2 separate regions of the Columba livia genome follow, and region 2 is linked to region 1. The links are chromatin contacts, called in public Hi-C maps. All regions are on one chromosome and are shown on one strand. Each heading gives the region's core, a stretch centred on a gene start, on an enhancer-like site or on the middle of the called end of the contact. The rest is flanking DNA. Distances are from core to core; before and after follow the strand shown.

The links. Hi-C and Micro-C count contacts between places; a contact is called where the count stands out from the background.
Region 2: a Hi-C map of crop shows a contact between it and region 1, with 1.6 times the contacts expected there. The contact joins the promoter of ACER1 here to the enhancer-like site in region 1. A contact is called at or near these places in 2 of 2 Hi-C or Micro-C datasets (crop and liver).

The regions. Positions count from the first base shown.
Region 1 is chr27:2,098,576-2,106,288 of bColLiv1.pat.W.v2, forward strand. MLLT1 (MLLT1 super elongation complex subunit) reads right to left here. Exons shown (of 12, transcript XM_065042247.1): 4 at 2,507-2,650; 5 at 943-1,068. Among named protein-coding and RNA genes, the nearest start is that of MLLT1, 13 kb to the right of the region's middle. Within about 2 kb of position 4,261, at least 2 of the 3 cell types and tissues checked have an H3K27ac peak away from gene starts, as active enhancers do.
Region 2 is chr27:2,134,629-2,142,341 of bColLiv1.pat.W.v2, forward strand. It overlaps ACER1 (alkaline ceramidase 1), which reads right to left and starts at 3,989. Exons shown (of 7, transcript XM_005513914.3): 1 at 3,746-3,989; 2 at 1,715-1,818. The coding sequence starts at 1,807. LOC110355564 (a long non-coding RNA gene) reads left to right here. Exons shown (of 7, transcript XR_010468245.1): 7 at 1-180.

The DNA of each region.
Region 1 (7,713 bases), core at 3,011-5,510:
ACAACTTGACAAAAATAGCGAGTGTCCCACAAGCAGGAGAGCCCAAGCGTCTGATATCAACAGCCATTTCATCACCTCTTGGAAGAGCTTTAAGACACCAACCACTGGGACCCTGCCCATCCCAAGAGTCAGGTACGCACAGAAGGATTAATTCCCTTTGCAAATTATATATGAACTCAAAATACTGAAAAAAGTGGGTCTTGTGAGAACTGGACATGCTGAGATGCAAACGCACAGGCAGCTCTGAGGGCAACAGGGAGGAAGAGAAGCAGGAGATTGTTTGCTCTTTAGCTACCGGCAATTTTCACCAGAGCTCATGTCAGAGCGCGTCGTCTTTGCTCTGTCTTCCGCGTTCTGTAATGCTTAATTCCTGACCAAAATTAAATCAGCCACTGGCAGATAAGTCATCTTTACTCTGTTTCATATCATCAGCATCAGAGAGCATGACCAGAGCGCCAGCAGTGCTTATAGAGCCCTGAAGAAAATGGATATCAGAATTTAATTACACTATAAAATGAATTGCTCTTAATATTTGGGACCGTTTGGGCCGATAAAGTGTATGTAATCTGCTTCAAAACACACCGCTAGTGGATTGGTTCTCCTATGTAGAATTACACAACACCAGCTTCATCACACTTAAGGTGGACTCCATTCCACTTGATCCGCTATAGAGTATCAGGAGGACGATGTGATTCACCAAAAATTCACAGTCTTGGACACTGAGTTTTCTTTTCAAAATTTCCCTGGGGAGAAGCCTAGCAAACCATTCAAAAGTCTCCTAAATTATCATAAGTTCCAGACCATTAGTTGGCAAACCACAGAGCACAGGGAAGGAGGTTTTGGAATGAGCAGCAGACAGAAACAGCTGCTAAACAAGCTCTTAGCAGCAAGTCCTGAGAGACTTTTTCACCTGAGGGTGACACCAAAGGACGTTCCACTGACCTTTGAGCCATGGGACGGTTTGGTCTTCTTGGGATCCGAGAAGGCAGAGAGCGGGATCGTGGGCAACATCGGGTAATCGGGACTGGGCCTTGACACAGTCTCTGCTCCTTCTGGCATTACCATCACCTAGTCAAGAAGAAAAACTATGTACAAGTCGCACAGACTATTAACGTGATTATGTTAAGTCACTCGGCTCAATTAACACACTATTATTCATCTTTTGAATGTTTTTCCTCCTGCTTACAGGCCATAAAAAGATATTTTCTCCGTTTTCAAGGCAACTCCTCAAAAAAGCACCAAAAGAATGAAAGGCAACATGCAATATCAAGTATCTTTCCCCAAGGGAACGCCAATATTCTGAGCACAAGCAGGCAATAAAGCGCTGGACAAGGACGGCGTGTTCTGCTGCAAGCGCTCTCATCCTGCACAAGAGAAATGCAGAAGGAACGAGCAAGATTTCATCAATTTAGAAGCTGAATTCACCTGTTCGGGGGAAAAGAAAAACGCAGGTCTTGGGTCTCTCTCTTGACAAGATCTTAACGCTGAGCTCCACAAAACGCTTTCCCTCTTACCTCCCTGTGGTCAGAACCAAAGATGAACCACCTCGGTACATCGGACACACAATAATGTGCTGTGAGAACCTGAGAAAGCCAATGGTGTCCCAGCTGCCCCGGGGCTGCAACAGGCGCTCTCCTTGTGCCTGACACAGTGAGGAAGATCCGCACGGAGCAGCCTGGAAGATCCGCACGGAGCGGTCTGCAACCCGCGCCACTCTCCAGATTTATTAGGGTCAAACCTCCCCGTGTCTTTTCTCACTTTGTTAATTTTTCAGGCTAGAAATGTGGGTTTTTTCCATAAGAAAATTTTGCCCCCAATTAAGACCATCTTGAATAAAGCCCTTGAACAGAATATAACAATAATTACTATATATGTAGGTGTTTCAAAATGCAGTCTCGACATTTGCTGCCTGGTTAAACACGTCATGCACTTTGTGGTTTATGCTAATTTGCCTACATCTTGTGGTTCTCACTTCCTTAGTCTATCACTGAATATTGCTCACCCAGAAATAAGTTCATCCACTGTACATATCCTATTGTGCCTTCAAGGGTGTCTCTGTTTTTCTCCTCTCACACCCATTTTTGCTCTGAATTCTAAGCTTTTCCTTGATTTTTTTATTGTCTAAGCCACAGACAGGTGACCTCAAGTATAGACGACATATATTGATGAGAAAGTGTTGAGTATTGAGCTTTTCTGTGGCAAAAATGAGTAAGGAACACACTGGAAGGCTGCAGAAAACCGTAACTGACAGACAACATGCGACGTCCACACAGGATCCTTTTCCAGAGGGGTTTTTGATATTAATGGTCACATTTCAATTAAAAATGAAGCACCACCAATCACGTAGGCAACGGTTTAGTTCTGCTTCATGTAACCAGGGGTAAAAAGGGGCTGGGTCATCCTTTAAAGAAATGTGGAAAGCAGTGGGTAAAATAATAGCAAGCCAGAGCAAAAGGAGATCAGCGCACGCTGGAGCGGAACCTCCTCGGGTCCCCACAGCACTTACCCCTCCGGCCCGGATGAGTTTGCGTCTGAATTCCTTGGTGGGGTTGTTGAAAGTCAGTTTCTCGCAGCGCAGGTGGTTCACGGGGGGGTTTCCCTCCAGGTTTAAGAACAGGTCGTAGGTGAAACAAACCCTTTTCGGCTCCTCCTGAAAACAAGAAAGGCTTTGCAAAAAACAGCACAAGTTTGGCGAGTGCATTAAGGCGGAGGATTCAAATGGTCACTCCTGAAAACCCCAAATGAAGTGCCAAGTAAGTGCTGCGTTCAGTTTTTCCTCACGGTATCAGAGAGCTAGAAAATAAACTATTTGGGCCTAGTGTTAACATATTGTTGATCAGAAACTCAGGCATGGCTTCTCACTGCAAAACCAACACACGGACAAGGATACTGGCTGGAAATTGTCACTTGAAAGCTGTTCAAGTATCCCAGGAAAGCGGATTCAGAAGCTTTAACCACGATTCTGTCTTTCACTCAATTCAGATCCTATCTCCTTTGGGAAGCTATTCCACTATACGTATCAATATTAAGCAAAGCATAATCCTTTATTTAGAGAATGAACAACTTCTGAATTCACAGCATCTCCGCAGACGCTGAGAAAAGATCAAATGCGGCGGTAAAAGGCTGACTCGCCTGGTAAAATCCTTTTCAATATGCACATTGCAGAGGCTGAATGGGAAGAGACCGCGGGCTTTTGAACCTTCCAAGGGCACTTTTGGAACGCGGAGTTTGCATGCACGGTGGGATCAGCTGCGCCTCGCTGGTTCCGTTCCACCTGCCGCAGCACAGCGGACGCTCTGCATCTGCAAAAACTACTGCAAAAAGCCCTTTTCTCCCCCAAAACTGCAAATATCACACGCTACTTGTGTATTACGAATATTGATGGTGACACTGCTGGGTATTATCTCATATTATGCGTTTCAAGGTCCACCCAGCGGCTCCATCTCCTGGTGCCGTTGCATTGTTGGGTGGAACAGATGCTGCAGTCTCCCAGCCCAAGCCCTTAGGTTTGTTGAAAACAGGCTCCAGACTACACAGATTCCTGCTGTTTGCTGGACGCGAACGTCACTAAAGAAGCCGTTTCTTGTACAAATTATACCTTTAATAACAAAAAGTGTGGTAACCGCACCTGGTTTATATCAAAATCAGTAGCCTAAGCCCCCCCCAGGAGTCAAAACAGGGGAAGGCAACATCTACGCAGACACATAGAAGCAAGAACATGCGACCAGGATCAGGGTCTTCAGACCCTATTTTGGAAACTCCTGAAGAATCCACGCGCGCTTGAAAGGTTTACACGGCTGCTAAAACAGATCAAAGGCAAGAAGTAGAAAAATACTCGCAAAATACACCACACAGTCATTTTCGTCTCTTGCTACGACCATTCTCATTAAGTGAATCATTAGCGTGTGTGTGCTGACGCTGGGGCTCCAACAGCAGCTGGAGAGGGGCCCTCAAAGTCTAATAAACTTAAATGAAGGGCGAACAGAAATCCAAATGGAGCTAAGGATGGTTTCTAAAATGCTTTTCCTAGTTTGCAACGTAGAAGAAATTGATCTTGGATATATTAGCAAAAGCAGGTTTTATTCATGTTATCACAACTCTGCTTTGTCATCCGCCTGTTTGCTTTCAGAGAAGGACTAATTCCCCTTTTATCTTACATATCTCATTTTTTATATATAGAGAAGCTCCCAAATATTTACTGTAGGTCTGCTGACGAGAGCATCCGCTTTTTGCAAAGTTAAAACCATTTTTCAATGTGATTTTTCTCCAGCTCCGAGATCCCGACGGCGCTGGGAGCCGAGCCCGCCGTCATTACAATATCCTTTGTATCGCCTCAGGCCGTCTGAAGCCCCCACCCCAGTGAATAGTTAAGATTACAGCGCTCCTAAAAGCACCAGTACAAAAGTCTCAAAGCAAAAAAGCTGCAAATAAACATTCTTTCCTTTACTGCCTTCCCTGACAGCTAATGATTACAGCTCAACACCCGCAAAGCTTAACCCATCCGGTCCTCCCCAAAGGTTCTGCCCTCAAAACGACCATTAAGAGGGGAGGGGAAAAAAGGGGGGTGAGAGGAGGAGGAAAATCTGGACGTCTGCATCCTCAAGTTTCAATGGAAAGCCACACTGAATCCACACTTCAAAGCCTTTTAAATAATGTGTTGGGATCTATGAGCTGCAACACAGGGTTGGTACTTCCTCAGCCTACAAGCTTAAGTCCAGGCTTGAGTAGCAACTATCAGTGTAAGGCAAGCTTTACTCTTGTGTGAATCCATCTTCTGATACTCAGCCCTTGATTCCAACAAATAACACTGAAAAGGGGAGCGAGTTTTGGTGGATATTTTGTCCCCGAGAACATCCAAGAAAGGCTTTAGAAAGCACAGATCACACCCATTTCTAACCAGTAGATACTGCGGTTATCCAGATTAAAATGTGGTGGTCAACTTGGCCATGAAACGGTTAAGTTGGTCTGGGATCTCCCAGCAAGAAGCTCAGTTTCTATCTGCCCCTTCAATCTCACAATGCCCAAGAAGGAAACTGGAAGTGCACCACAAAGCTACGGCCAAGCTTTTCTGTCCCTCCATCCAGTAAACCCCCCTATTCCACCCCCAATCTCCAAAGCTCAGAACGTTACACTTTTATTGTTAGTGTTTTCAGCTTCCTGTCTGCCACTGCATTGTTAAACACACTGAAACTGCTTCATTTTCCTTCTGAGTTTTGAAGTAACGGGTTAAAGTTCTTTTTGTAACAGGAGGAATTTTTCAAAGTCTTTGTTAAAATTTCCTTGTCCTGTTTTTTAAGGCAGGGTGTGCCCGTTTCCACTTAAACACCAATCAGAATTTCACTGGTAGCGTGCGCATGAAGCTCATAAATCACTTTTAGAAAGCCATAAACCAAAATTCTCCACAAAACGGGAGCACACTGAGGAAGCTCACGGTTATTCAGTAACTCCAACATCCAGCCCGACAGAGTCATTTATCCATAACGTCCAGAGAAATGAAACCCCCTTCTTCCAGCTCGTCCAACCCGTCTGACTGGTGTTCCACCCGCTCCCACACAGGACATTTCAAAGGGAATAGCCCAATATTCGTTTCTTTTTAAAGCAAGTAGCCTTATGGTACACTCTGCTAACAAGTCCATGAAATACTCTCATCTTATATTCCACATGGGTAAGCGAAGTAACCAAACAGCATTTTGGAACTCTCCCCCGTCTGAACGCTATTACCTTGTTTGAAAATGAGGGAAATATGCTCAATGCTCAAACACAAGTGTTTAAGAATCTAGTAGCTGTGACAAATACATGATATGATGCTGGTATGGTCGGTAAAGCTGCTGCGTTCGACGCCTCCTTGCCAGGCACTGCGGTTTGTCCAGCGTATGGAGGTGGCCGTGAACACACCATGCTGGTCGGCTACTGAAATAACACAACCGGGTGGTTCGGACACTAAAAAAGCCTGTTCAGATAATTGATAAGATGTATTAAGTTATAACAGAAAAAGTAAAATATATATATATATATATATATATATATATATTAACCACTTGTCAGCAACACAAAAGAAAGTGCTACAGATTTGGTAAGATAACACAAAACAGGCATAAAAAATGGGAGTGACAAACGCTTCCACTTAAAGGCTCGACGAAATGACAAGTTTTACTCCTCCTTTCAGCAAAACTAAATAAATACCAACAGGTTAAATCTTCCCCTCCTTTCCCCAAACCTACGCAGGTGTTGCCCCAATAACACAGCGATGTGTGCAGTAAAAGCCAGTGTCTCATGCAAACACGGGCTCTCGAGGAGCATTGCACAAGCCGAAGCCTTTGCTGCGGCCCAATCCTGCCACCAATTCACCTCCCGTTCCACCCGTCCTGCCATCGGCGCAACCCGCCTACAACGTCTGCACTGAGCACCTACTTCAAAACAAGTAATTTTTCCTTTCTCCAGTGTTTTCCTCTGTATTTGATGTACCACACCTATAAATATTACAGAATAAAAACTGCACGTTTTGATTTTGAACCTAACTGGAAAAAAAAAAATCAAACAGATTTTTCCGCTTTCTTCCCTTATCACCTCCAGAAAAAGCCCACGTTACATGTATCCATTATGTAAATACTGGAAGCCTTTTATCTCTAGCACTGAAATCAGGTGGTAGCATCTTTAAAGAGACTTTAATACAACATCCTATCCATGTCGCATTAATATAATCTGCCTCACATCGGAATAGCATGGAAGGATACGAGACCTTTAGCTCTGCTGGGGGAAAGGGGGGTTGATCTAATTTTATTAGGATGCAAAAAATGTAACAGGAGATGAATACCAAAGTCACACTCGCATTACAGCCTCCAGATAACAATGAACGCCACTACAAGAGATGTATTTGGAGACAACAATGAGGCCACGAGAAAAGCTTCAAGATGGTTGAAATTGAGTGAAGGAGAGGGAAGAGCAGTAAAAAAACCAGCTGACCAGTTTGTATTGATTCGAGCACCAGAAGCCACCAACAGCAGCCCTCATTACAGGAAGGAACACAAAGAGTTTAAACACAAAAATAGCACACTAACGTTTTCAGTCCAACAATCCCAAATGATTCGCTATCATGAGACAACCGTGCTTTCCCAAAGCTTCACGGTTCACCCCGCTGAGCCCCTGCCGCTCGTTTTTCGGGTTCAGTTCCAGAGGAAAAGGCTCTGGGGGGTTGTTGGTCCCGTCCGAGCCTGCGGATCCTGCACCCTGTATAGAACACGGCATCTCGGATACACAAACCTCCCGGTTCACAGCAACGGGCAAAATATAGACCCTGTAATTCAAACAACAGGACTGAGAAAGCACTTGCTTATCGAGGAGCTGAATTACAGCACAGGAAGGACAAACACAAGCCAACGAGGCATGACTGTGTCTGTAGAGGATAAAACCAGGCTCCTGCACCTTTTGAATTCTTTTTGAATATTCTGACACTTCCCTGTGTGACAAAAATGCACCAAAAGCTTCAGCGGGGCCACGAGCACTGACTGTCCTGCTGCAAACAAACAAAACACTCCAATGCAAAGAGGTAAGGGGCGGTTTTATGCAAAGTTGCCTAAAAAATAATCCCTGATTGAGCTCATTAAAAATATTCTTAAGCCATTCTTAGTCTTCCTTAGCAGTGAGCAGGTCCACATTTCTGCAGCCAAAGCAAAGAGTACACTGGCTCCAATAACCACGATTTATCAGCCTAGT
Region 2 (7,713 bases), core at 2,739-5,238, 36 kb after region 1:
TACGAGCAGCCAGAAGACAATACATTTCTGGGTCACTGAGTCACTATAAATAGTCAGCGCTTAGTTGCTAAACCGCAACCAATCACTAGCCACCGTGTATTATTAGGTACTTAAAAATGCTGTTTACATTCTTCACTCATACCCTTGGTGCTTATTCCTAATAAAAAGCATCCAACCCAAGCAGACCTGAGAGAGAGCGTGGCTGGCATGGAGCAAATCTCAGCAGCACAAAACTGCCCTGCTCAAGCCCCCGGCAGCGCTGGCAAGAAGGCGTTGAAGAGGATGCTCCATTGGGAAGCCCTGCTGATTTAGTGGTGCAGGAGCCTTGGGTAAGGAGCTGGCTGGATCCCCAGCTAGTCCAAAACTCTGGCAAATCGACGCTGAAGTCAATATTGATATAATTATTTCAAGGCGAGTTTATCTCCTAGAATGAATTCTGATTTAAAGCACCACTTTCAGACTTGTGTGGAAATCAGCCCCTCTCCAGTGCTGCCAGTGACGCTCCAAAACACCAGAGCTCCATTTGAAATGCTGATGTGAGTCAGAGTGGTTTGTGCAGCTCCTTGCTGGTTCTGCAGCTCAGAGCTCACCTGTAAACAGGCAACAGCACAACACATCCAGCAGGTGCCAGAGGGAAGCGCGATTTGCTCTGGACTGGCAGATCTTCATTTAATTGTCTCAAAAAAAGAAGTGACTATACACAGCCTGAACTTCCCTCCTCTGGGCAATTAGAGCTGCGGGACTCAGGTGAGGGGAATTATCGTTATTATAGGCAATTTATTAAATGCAGGAAATGCTTTAAAATAAAGAGGAAGAGGCATTTCCATGAGAACAAGAACTGCTAGTGTTCAACAGTAATTGCTAAAAGTTGTAAACAAGACCTTTGGAAGGTTGTAAAGCCTCACACCCCTGCCAGCCTGTAATTGCACCGAGGTGGAAGGACGTCCTTGCAACGACTGGTTACCCTGTTTCCCTGAAAATAAGCCCTCAGGATTTTTGAGGATGCTTGAAATATAAGACCTACTACAAAAATAAGCCCGACTTACAGTTCATTTAAAAAGTCAATTTAAATAGTGTTTGGGCAGCTATACATGTAAAAAAAGTAATTGATTTTTGGAGCGAAAATTGTAGAAGACCCTGTCTTATTTTTGGGGAAGCAGCGTAGGTACTGAGTGAGTCCCCCACAGACAGATATGGGGCTGCGTTCACGGGCCTGGCACGGGATGGATCGCACAGGATCACAGGAGGTGAAACTTTCCTCTGCCTTGAGTTCCGGATTCCCAGCCTGCCCGCCACGGTTCATGCAAGCGCTGCCTCTCGCTTTGCCGCTCCTGTACGTTCAGCTGGAATACATGAGCCCTGTGCGAGACTTACCCCAGTTGGCAGGAGAGCGGCAGGACTGGTAGAACAGGATCGCGCGAATCTGGGCTAAGGATCACTGCCAGGGCTTTCTCGCTGGGAACTCAGCCCCACATGTGCCACAGGGACCCCTGACCCCAGCTAGTTTTATGAGCCTGTTATAAGCAATAAAATTCTCATGGTGTACCTGAAGCTCAGAAAAAGTTCCCCGCACCAGCGCCCGCCAACGCCAGGCAGCTTAAAGGAGCAAGCAGGAGGAGGGAAAACAAGGTTGTTGCGTTGCGTCTCGTCTCCCCAAAGTGGCTCGAGGAGCCCTTTCTGCCCCCGCCTGCCCTCGGCATGTGCCCACACTCACAGTGTTATAGTACTCGGCAATGATCGCCGAGTGCTCAAAGTTGCCTTCGCACCAGTCGACTTCGGCGCTCTGGTAGGAAAATATGTTCGGCATCGTTGGGCCACCTTTGCAAAAGCGAGAGGAGCGGGTTAGTTTTGCAAAAGGGAAGGGAAAGGGGAGACTTGCGCTCTGCCTGCCCCTTGCACACACACGTTGCACCTCCAGCACAGCATCCTTACCCTGCTACGAGAGTCTCATCCTCTTCCCTGTATATATCATATTGCAGAATATTCCTTTCTGTCTCCCCAAATCACCCTAGGAAATGTTCTTGAACTCAAGCCCGGGAATAGTCACCACAGCCCCATCCTCGGTATTAACGTCTCTGATCAGGGATCGTTGCTGCCATACGGTGCGTCCCCATTCCAGCCCCGTCCTTGTCACCCTGTCTTCTCCCTTCTCTTCACTTTATGACTCAGATCTTTCTGCCAAGAAGACTTCCCTGTACTGTGTAGGCTGTGAACTACCTTTTGGGAGTGGACAACTCTGCCGGGTTTATTGCTCATTGGCTCGGTTCTCCTTAGTCCTTTCTCAGCATCTTCCTGAGGGCTGGAGCTGGGCTTATGCAAGCTCAGCCTGGAGCCCAGCACAGAGCCTGGCTATTACCCGAGTCCTGGGGCACAGGGCAGGGGCGCTGGGAGGTGGTGGTGATTGCACGTTGCGTGTGCTCCCGTGCGAGCTCCGTCCTGCTCTCTAGTGAAAGGCACCGAGTGGACTCTCCACTGTCAGGTCCCCCTGTTTACAGGTAGGATTCTAGACAAAAATCTAATCTAATCTAATCTAATCTCATTCAAAAAAATAAAACTTCTGATCAGATTTCCTATTTGACATATTTTGTTAGAGGTCCTTGAGACTCTGGAGCTATTTCAGAAGCTGATGGATGGATGTCCACCTTAGGGGTGTTTGGAAGCACTGTTCAAACCCTGGCGGCTGCGTGTTTGGTGCACAAGAGACACAGAAATTCCCCAGAGCTGAGCAGTTACACCCCTGGATGCTTCTCTAGCTCTGCAGAATGAGCAGGTACTGGGGTGACACCGGACACTTCAGCAGCATCTCTGAGCTCCCAAAGCACTGATAGAAGACAGAGCTTTGAGAATCATTTCAGCTTTGAGTCTCGTGCAGGGAAAGGAAGTTTATCTTAAAACCACTCATCAATTTATCTTGTGCATGTGGAGAAACAGTCAAGTCCCTGTTTACACTGGTCTCAGCTGAGCAACCGCATCGAGTTCAGTGGTTACTGGAGGTGTGCAGTGATGTGAAGCCACCACAGCTTCCACTGCTTCTCTTCCCAAGAAGAAGTTCAAAGGGAGAAAACACAGGAGCGTAGCACTAATACCAACAAGCTCTTCTACAATTTTCTCCAACCAGATAAACTCACTTGTGGATAAACCTCCACCGTTCTTTTACAATGGCAGGTTAATGATGCCCTCCCTTTAATCCAGGCTGGCTGGTTCCCCAAAGCAGATGAGATCACAGCTACAGAAGCAAACCAAAAGAGATGGGCAGACAGATTGGTTTGGGATCTGCTCTTTGTGATCTTGGGCTTCCATGTGCCCATTCACTCCGCAGTGATTCTCTACCGATCCCCGCTGCTCTGCATTGCACTTTCACAGCAACGCAAGTGGTTGTGTAGGGTAAAAAAAGAATCGTGCCCGAGAGAGACTCATAGAATAATTTTAGTTGGAAAAGACCTTTAAGATCATTGAGTCCAACTGTTAACCCAACTCTTGCACTAACCCGTGTCCCTAAGAACCTTGTCTAAATGCCTTTTAAACCCCTCCAGGGGTGGCAACTCCACCGCTGCCCTGTGCAGCCGGTTCCAATGCCTGACAACTCTTTCTGTAGGTGATAAATCCCATCTCCTGGCTGAACAGACATCAGCCAAGGTGTGGCGAAGGGATGGAGGAAACACGAGACAGAAGAAGAAAAAGGGATCCGAAAAACCGAAGCCGCAACCAGAGTGCTCTCCTCCCATTCCATCCCAGCCTGGCTTACCTGGGTTTCCTTGAGCCGGACCAGCAGGGCTTGAGGCGTCGGGAGCTCCAAGGTTTCTAGCAAAGCCGGAGCGGTAACCTGCCCGGCTGCTCTAGCTCTGCAGGAGTGCCCACGGTGTGAGCTCACCTGGAGCAGCCGCCAGGAGCAACCCTGGCTCCGTCTCTAGGGAAAGCGTTGGGATGAGCCCAGAGCCATGCACACCCCCCGGGCAAACCTCCCCGGCCCCCCAAGGAAACATCTTGGCTGGAGGGTTTATATGTGTGCACCCAAATGGGCAGGGGCAGGGAGGGAGGGCAGAGGAGCGTGAGCTGGAAAGGTTGGAATTGCGGGTGGAAATGCCGTCTGAAATCATCCGTGGTGCCCCAAGGCGGGTTCCCTGCGCAGGCGCACACACCCCAATCCTAACCCTGTTTTTCCCAGGGCAGGGACTGATCCATACAACCTCCCTTGCAGAGCTGGTTAAAGAACCCAATATGACTGCTTTTACCAAAAATCACGCAGCAAGCTGATGCTGCCTTGTTTTCAGGGGTTAAACTCGAGCCGCTTCTCAACTTTTCCCCAACTACTGTTTTATTATAAAAAATAATTTCATTATCAAATCACACTTCTTCTAGCTAGTTTACTTCATTATTTAGTTAAAGAATTGGCTGAATAGGACACTTCAGGGTGGCAATTTTGCAAATGGGAGCATACCTAGGAGACCTGAGCCCTTCCTGAAGACACCAGGGCTTACAAAAGCTTCCCAAATCCACACATATTTTGAAATAAAAGGGTAATTAACCACTGAAGCAGCTTTTATTACAACACGGTGGAGCCTCCGTTACATGCAACTAAGTCAGGGCTGGATTTCTTTCTGGGACAGATGATGCAACTTGAAGCAGAAGATCAGAAGCGATCCCCGGAGATGGCTGCACTGGGGTGTCTGTATTGAGGAAATCTGGGGTGAATTTGCTTCTCATTCACTTATAACTCCTGAATTCACGTGCTGAAAGGAGGTACCCAGTTCCCCAGGGGAATCTCAGTGAGAAGCAAGTAGTGACTTGTCCACCCCAGCACGAAGGTGACGTGCAGTGTCAGCGAGGAAGGTGGCAGAGGTAGATTTGAAGATAAGATGGATCACTGCCCAGACACAATGCCTGGTGTGTATGAACATCTTTGAAAAGAATGATTTTTCCCACCTCAAAACCTCTGGCATCCTCAACATGAACAAAGCATCCAAGCATCACTGTTATATCCTGTGCCACACAGCAAATAAATAACTGGAGAGGATGTCATGAATCCGCATCTTCCCTGATTCATCAGTTAGCAGCATTCAGGTCATAAAGAGGTGCTGATTGCTGGGTGAGTCCTGCTTCCCAGCTCCTCCTAATGGTACATCCTCCTGCCTGGAGTCACAGGGCCTGGGATGCTGAGGATGCTGAGGATGCTGAGGATGCTGATGTGGGAGCGGGCTGGGGAGGTGCAGGTACCCAGGGAGCAGAGGGGCGAAGCTTTCTCATGGAAGAGTTGCGGAGACATTCCCCTAATCCTCCTCCCCACCTCTCTCCTAGCAGGTGACACCTTGTCTCACTCCGATGTGTCACTTCCGCACCAGGAAAACCTCACAGATGAGGTTTACTCCTCATCCTGTCCCTTTAGCTGTTCCCTTCCCACTCCTTAGGACTGATGCTGTCTCGCAAGACCCCAGGAAACATCCCAGGCTTTGCAATATGGGATGTGCTGTCATCTGGAGAGCTTCATCCAGGCTCTTCTTCCTCTCCGTCATCCCTTGGGGGTTTTGCACCGAGGCAGCCAAGAGCAGGGGGTGGAAGGGACGGGGGCTTTCCCAGGGGTGTTTTGGAATGTGTGTACTCACACGCCATGGTGGGACACACTGTGCCACCAAAACAGGGGTGTGGGGGCTCTGGTGGGTAAGTTTGAGAGAATCCAGTGGCTGAACTCAAAGCTGGTCCTACCTGCCTTGTCCTGTGGCACCTCAGATGGAGGCGTCCACCCTAGCTGCTGATGAAAGGGGATGTTTGTTTTCCAAAAGCCCACCTGGGGAAGCCGTGGCTCAGAGACACGTGTGTTTGTTTATTGCCTGTGCTGGTGCGGGGCCGTGACCGTGGCAGAGGGGCGGCCACAAGCAGCCACGAGGTGGGAGTGCTGGCATCCCGCATCCCCGCGGGCTCGGGGCGTGAGTCAGAGCCCTGAGCTGGCAGGACACCAAATGATTTCGCTCCATCCCCACAGCGAGTGGACAAGTTGGGAAGGGAACCCAGGCATTCTGGCTCCCATGGCATCGCTCTGCCTGTGTCCAGGAGAGCCCTGAACAGCCTGGGCAGGCTGCGTCCTGCTGACGGCTCTTTTGCTTTTGGTACATGACTTCAGCTCCAGGGCTGCAATTTCATGCTTCCAGGTATAAAAATACAGGTAGATGACCTGGGAGCCTTGCTAATGCCGAACAGTTAGACAATCCCTGTCATTCGTGGCTCCACAGGGCAGGAATTGTGTCCTCTGCTTGGTTTGGAAGCCGTTTAGCAAACCGCGGTCTGGAAGAAATAATAACAGCAGCGGGAGACGTGCTAAATTTACACAGCCAAATGAAAACATTCATCTTCATTGCTGCTGTATAGCCTTCTGGGAGCGATGTACCCGTTCCTATCCACATCTGCAGAGCTGTAAATATCTGTGTCTCTTCACCAGGTGGGGTAGGGGCTGCAGGCAACCAAAAAGCAGCAGCGGCAAGGGCAGCCTGCATCCCACACAAGGTGCGGCTTTAAAGTGCCAAATGTCTGAAGCACCTACTCTTTACAACATCGTGGCCCTGGTACTTGTGCAAGGCCGACTCTGCAGGAGCGGAGCACAAACCTTGTCAAGTGCCGGAGGGTTTGCTCTCAGGGCCCAAGAGAAATTCCCCATCTATCCATCACCATTGAGCAATCACCCAGGCACTTGATTATCTCTACTCCAGGCAGGATGCCATACCAATAGTCTTTGCCAATCTGACCACCCCGTGCATGTTTTGAAATATAGACGGGTTTAAAACAAATGTCCTAATTGCTAATAGGGACAACAATCACAGTGATAATTAAGGGAAGTTCTCCCGGCACTGTCGTGTGTCACACGTGCTCCTCGCTGCGGTTGTGCGTGCACAGCAGACTTGGGCTTATGCAACTCAGCGGGAGCTGCTGGGTGTGCAGGGGCTGAGCAGAGACTTTTCTCACCTTTCTTTGTAGATGAAAATATAAACTATCTAAACCAGGAGAGAGTAGAACCACCTTATCCTTGGCAAGGCTCCCTCACTTAGTGTGGCTCACAGACCCAGCGAGGGCTGCCTGCAGTCCCCAAAGGTTTCAGATTCAGCAGAGACAGAGCAGGGAGGCACCTCGTGCTGAATTTTGCCCCGCAACCTTTCTTGTGGGAATCTTGACTCTGAAGAGATGTGAAAATGGAAAGAGACAAGGAGGAGTGTTCTTGTTTTCACTCAGGCTGAGCCCGCAGCTTTCCCCCACAGCTGATAGAGCCTTGGCAGCGCTTGGCACCCGGTAGACGTGTTTATCTAACGCCGCAATCCTTTCCCAGAGCGGGACGAAGCTTTGGCAGGAGGAGTTGGTGACGGTTTGTGCGAGGTCTGCCAGAGATTTAACACCAGAGTCCTGGGAACCAGAGGATTCTCCATCCAGGGCTGAGTACTCAAGGTGGGGAGACCCCATGGCCCCTCTCAACTCTGCTCCCCCTGGGCACAAAAGGAGTTGCTGTCTCTGTTTTGGGAAGGGGGAAGCTTGAAGGACAGAGCAAAGCCTGGGGAATTAATGCCCTCGTTAAAACTCTGCAAACGCCTGAGAAGCCAGACCACAAGTTTACCTCTGACCCTGTCACGTGCGGTGTTGGTCTGTTGGAAGGAGTGTGAAAAGGAAGGTAAGCAGGAAATAATCCTGCCCCATGTTCTGGTGGTCAGTGATTTCACACTTCCTTAGCTGGAGGTC